Regions from separate parts of the Mus musculus genome. Here region 1 is linked to region 2. A link is a contact called in public HiChIP or PLAC-seq data. All regions are on one chromosome and are shown on one strand. Each heading gives the region's core, a stretch centred on a gene start, on an enhancer-like site or on the middle of the called end of the contact. The rest is flanking DNA. Distances are from core to core; before and after follow the strand shown.

Region 1 (2,700 bases), core at 33-2,532, 240 kb before region 2:
TGATCAAGAACTGTTGATTTTCAGGCCCCGCCCTCTAGGTTTATGCTTTGTGTGTGTGTGTTTCTTCTCCATCTATTTAAAAAAAAAATATGTGTTTTATTTATCCAACATTTTTAAGAGGTATCTTTCAGGAGATGTTGGTAATTGTGATTTCAGAAACTAATGACTATAGTTACTTTAACAAAGATAATATTATTAAACCTATTACTTTTAAGATGGTGTCATGCTGGGCTGGAGAGATGGCTCAGTGGTTAAGAGCACTGACTGCTCTTCCAGAGGTCTTGAGTTCAGTTCCCAGCAACCACATGGTGGCTCACAACCATCTGTAATGAGATCAGATGCCCTCTTCTGGTGTGTCTGAAGACAGCAACAGTGTTCTCACATACATTAAATAAATAAATAAATAAATATTTAAAAAAAATAAAAAGATGGTGTCATGTATTTCAGAATAGCCTTTCTATGTAGCTCCTGATTTACCTCTGCTTCCCAACTGTGAGGATTATAGGCTTGCGCCACCACATCTGGCTCATCTATCTATCTACCCATCCATCCATCCATCCATCCATCCATTGTTGAAGAACTCACCATTGCAAAAATATTTTCTGATTTTACCTGGCAAGTATATGGTAAATCTAATTTAATTAATAGACTTCCAAGATTCAAAATACATGAATCAAAACTAATTTACCCCTGCAGTTGCCACGCCCTAGAGAAGTGCAGCAAGGGCACTCTGAACACCTTAACAGTGACAGAGAACTGCAGCTCCAAGTTGCCTTTGATTCCAATATTTCTGGAATAATTTAGGAGAAACAATAGCTGTAACTAAACAACTCGGTGGAGATTTGGATTCTGCTGCCCACTTTAATTACTAAAGTACAATTTAAAAGCTGCAAAAGGGAATAGAGAAGAGAGGAATAAGAACAGGAAGTAGCTGCTGCAGTATAAGGGGGCTGGCGTGCCCAGGTGCCTGTGCTGGATCTTTCCATTTACCACCCACGAGAGAACTGCAGCAGAATTTCCCACTCAGTGTGGCTGATTATAGCTGATGAAACTAACATCACTTAGGTTTAATTTGAATTGACATGACAGTACTTGTCCTTATTTCTTTTGAAAGATAAAATTGGAGAGAACACAGTAGATTCTTGAATTACTTATCATTTCTGATTTCACAGTTATTTCCTAAAATGACTTGTAAGACTCCTCCCCCACACTCTGACACTTACTGAGAGCTTTGTTTAACATTTACATATCTATTAGGTAGATGGAGGAGGAAGGGCAACTGTCTCCATGGTTATGAAAATGCCTAACCCCGGGGGTGGGGAGGGGAAATTTGACTACAGGTGCTTTCCTTACATAATGACTGATGGGGATGCAAATCAAGATGAAATCTCTACAGATTTGATGTTATTGCTGCAGTCCTCAGTTGAACTCCATATCAGATGCAAAGAAGGTCGAACTTTTCAGTCTCCTACTGTTGCTGCCACACCCACTGCTCTCAGCAGAGTACTGAATAATAGTACTTGCTTTCTAAACAAAGTAAGAATGAGCCAATGTTAACCATTAATTTCCCAAATATAAAGATGAGCATGAATGAACTAATTTCTGTAGCTTAGTCAAGGGACTTCCCCATCTCACCTTCAGCAGCTCTTGTTAGGCTCCAATTCCCAGAGAGCCTTGGAAGGGATGTGACTTCTGAGTACAAAAGGCAAAATGTTTCCTCACTCACTGCTAGGTACATGGCTCATACTCCAATTTAAAAAAAAATTAAAAAGAAGACTAACAACAGAAATCCATAAAAGTATATCTCAGAAATGAAGACCTAAAACTGAGAGAAAACTGTATGTTTATATTTACAGTTGATGAGGAAAAGGGTTTACACAAGTACAGTTAGACAAAAACGGAGGTAAAAAACCGAACTCTCCAGGTCGGACTTAATTCCGGGACTGTTTTGCCTGCTCCTTTCCTCTTGGCCTCAGGGCAGGATACCTGCCAATTGACACGGTCAGAGAATGGTCTGCTGTTGAGCTTGTAGTCTTCCTCCAACTTAAAGTGTGTAGTAATATGCTAGGTTTCCCAGGTCGAAGCTCAACAGGGTCATCAGTGGTATAGAACTTGTGCTAGAATGTAATGCTTATTAGATTCTAGGGCTGGAGAGGCGGGGAGTGGGGGAGAATATGAATATGAATGAGAATTAGATTGACCATCAGGCAAAAGGTTTATTAGAGTTGTCAGAACAAACAGCAAGGTCTTCAATGAAGCTGAGCCTGCTCAAGCAGAGCAGACTCTGTTCTTTTAAGGCCCTGGTGAGAGAGTAAGGGCAAGGGGGCTGTGCATGAGTAGGAGATGGTCCAAGGTCATCTGATATCATTCAGGTAGACCTAGAAACACAATGTTTATTTATACTTCTGGCTGAAGTGGCTGTTTAAAGGCTCAGGAACATTCCTAGATCTGGGCTGAGGAGGCATTGGGGAGACTGTGGTAGTGTAGCACTGGGCTGTTTGGGGCTCTGCTGTCTGTAAGGACTTGGTCATAGTGCAGTCGAGGCAGCTCTTGTGAGAGCTATGAGAACAGAAAGGCTGCGTCTGGGTACGGGTGTGGTCAAGTCCGTAAATCCCTTTGGAGCAGCATCTGAAAGATCTGGGACCTAACAGTAATATTTTCTATACATAATAGCCTGATACCCATACATATTATGTATTA
Region 2 (2,700 bases), core at 154-2,653:
ACACAGTCTTTGTAGAAGAGGAGGATACTGGACCCACCTTTTCAGCTCTGACTCTACATAACAGAGTACATTCATCTCAGGAGGCCAGAGAGATGCCTCTGGGAGACGGGAACCTTGTGCCCTAGCCTGCCGTGCCAGTAGAGTCTTCCCAGGACTAGAAGGATCCCGTGCTGAGCAGAAGGCTGGAACACCGTGCTGTCATGAGTGGAGCCCTCTGGCCTGGCACTTGTGGCCTCCCTTTCCTGCCTTCTTCACAGAATGTGAGAGGTCCTCAGAGATGTCTAGAAGCTTTAAGTCTTCCAAAGACACAGAATTGGATGATACAGAAAAGTTTAGCCATGCAATTCTTGAAACTGACCAAACCATGCAGATACAATCTGTTTTTTTTTTTTTTTTAATTCATTTGCTTGGTATGTAAAAGTCACATTGTGTGTCTATTTGGTTAAAGAGATGTAGAAAAGGTGCTTTTAAAATTTATTTTTTGAGTTGCTTAACATCTTTATTTTTTACAATGAACATGTTAGTTATATAATCAGAATTGCTATAATACATATATACATATCTAAGGATATATATACACATATATAGGTAAAATATATACACATATATACATATCTAAAGGAATATTAAATGAATAATAATGCAACAATTATATATTTGTCAATATCTTGACCAAAGTTAGGACACTTAACTCAGATACTGATGTCTTGTGGGATGCAGGTGCTTATATTTGGGAACCTGTGAGGAATGGGGTGAAGCCTGCTGCGCCCCCACATGGGGAAGCAGGAGAACTAACCTCATGTCCTGGGAAACTCTGGCAGTGCCCTCGGAGACAGGCCCTTGTAATTTTAGTCTTGTCCAGAAGGTTCCATTTTAGAGTCTGAGGTTTCTTTCTTTTAAACTGGGGTCATCCAATGAGCTTTGCTTAGTTTCTGTGGCATGAGGTCTTTGTGCTGTTGTGTATCCCTGACCCAGGTTGGGTAGGCAACACAGAAGGAACATCCTAGGATCTTGATGTCTCTGATTTGGGAGAGCTACAACTGAGCTGACATCCTCTCTCAGTGGACCATTGCTAGGTACCAAGTTCATGGTGCTGACTTTCCCACAGGGAGGCCGTAATTGGACAGAAGTCCTGGTGGAAAGGAGTCCTGATGTGTAGGAACCCTGGGCTCACTGTCTTCAGAAGACTTTCCCAAATCATACTCAAGTTACCTACTAACTGTAGTAGGGCCAGCCATCACTAGCAAAATTCATTTCTTTCCTTAGGGGCTGATTCACCCGCCATTCTTCACACTTTGATTCCTGTCTTGGTTGTCTGATGTGGTGCAGCAGTAGATTGGGCAACAACGTGTACCCATCATGCAGTGCTAGGGGCACAGTTCCTAAGAAGTGAGTCTGTGGTTAGGCAGTTATGAAGAGGGATATACAGAGGATCAGGCTGCCACAGCATAGGCAGAGCAGGGGTGGTGTGTGGGGGTCAGAGGCAAGTGGGAAACATTTGACTCAGACACAAGGAAACCAATTCTAGGTGACAAGAGGTAGATAAGTGGAGGGACAGTGAGCTCTGCTGAGACAGTCCTTACCTTTCATCCCTAAGGTAGCTGGAGAAGAAAGCACAGAATTGGACAGTTGCCAGACTCAGATCCTGGAGGCTCTTCCAGAACAGGGCATCTCAGTTGAGTACAATTCTGCCCTCTAGGGACATCCAGCAGAGTGTCATAAGGCTGTGTGGGGTCTGGGTGAGTCACTCTAAGGAAATAAAGTCTCAGCAATGCACAGGAAAGCCCTTGACCACAAAGGACGACCTGGCTCAGAGCATTGTCAGAGTTGAGGTTGAAAAACCCTCTTCTGAGACTTTCTTTTTTCCCTTTTCTAAAGCATGGGGGAATCATGAAGGGGCTTTACCCAGGAGAGTGTTGGGTTAGTGTTATATTTATAACCAAGTGTAGCTCCTCTGAGAAAGTTCTGTGGCTCAGCTGTGGTGTTTACAGTCATTTTCTTTCATGGTTCCAAAGCTGTGCTTCAGATGGGAGTTTCCAGCTATGATATTGCCACCCTAGTATTTACCCTTTGGCTGGCCTTATCGGGTCATCTCCCCAGGGCAGAGACCCGATTCAGAGCTAAGCAGCACAAGGGCTTTTTTTCTGAGCTACACAACAAAAGTCACCACACTAGGGCTTGGTAACTATTTCAGCATCTGAAATAGCAGGCAGAAAAATACCTTGGAGATGTCCATGATGCTAATCTCCCAGATCTGTGAATATGTCATGTTACACGCAAAGGAGGCTTTTGCAGATGTGATTAGTTATGGATTTTGAGATGTGAGAAGATTATACTGGATTACATGAGCAAACTCAGTGTCAACAAAAAGGTTCTTAGGAGAGGAAAGCAGGCTCACGCATGAGCAGAAGGGGGTGGGCACGCTGTAGGGTTGGGGTTGGGTCAGATTCAGATGATGGAAACAGGCCAGAGACAGATCGGAAAATGATATGTTGACAACTTTGAAGATGGAGGAACTGTCACTGTCACCCTGTGTTGACACCTGGCCATAGAAACTGGATTCTAAAAAGAGATGTTTGTGACCCTTCCTTCTACTTTCAAACTATTAAACCAGTTGACCACAAAGAATTAAAATTTCTCTACACTAGTAAAAGAGTTACAGCTCTTGGGTCAGGCAGGGGAAAGACTTGCCTCACATGA

What was found. HiChIP or PLAC-seq counts read pairs in DNA pulled down with a chosen protein or histone mark.
Region 1: a contact with region 2 is called in an H3K27ac HiChIP or PLAC-seq map of regulatory T cell precursor, with 9 times the contacts expected there. The contact joins two enhancer-like sites. A contact is called at or near these places in 1 of 15 datasets of contacts at CTCF or cohesin (CD8 T cells), 4 of 484 Hi-C or Micro-C datasets (B cells, CD8 T cells, bone marrow-derived macrophages and 1 more), 13 of 115 datasets of contacts at active chromatin or transcription factors (the 230-238 cell line, CD8 T cells, acute myeloid leukemia and 6 more) and 1 of 9 other capture datasets (embryonic stem cells).

What each region holds. Positions count from the first base shown.
Region 1 is chr11:22,935,208-22,937,907 of GRCm38.p6, reverse strand. The region is part of intron 2 of Commd1 (COMM domain containing 1); the gene reads left to right. Among named protein-coding and RNA genes, the nearest start is that of Zrsr1, 35 kb to the left of the region's middle. Within about 2 kb of position 1,282, at least 30 of the 459 cell types and tissues checked have an H3K27ac peak or open chromatin away from gene starts, as enhancers often do. A contact at or near this core is called in B cells, regulatory T cells, regulatory T cell precursor and 1 more, where this site is marked.
Region 2 is chr11:22,692,259-22,694,958 of GRCm38.p6, reverse strand. No RefSeq gene overlaps it. Among named protein-coding and RNA genes, the nearest start is that of Gm40816, 40 kb to the right of the region's middle. Within about 2 kb of position 1,403, at least 112 of the 459 cell types and tissues checked have an H3K27ac peak or open chromatin away from gene starts, as enhancers often do. A contact at or near this core is called in B cells, regulatory T cells, regulatory T cell precursor and 1 more, where this site is marked.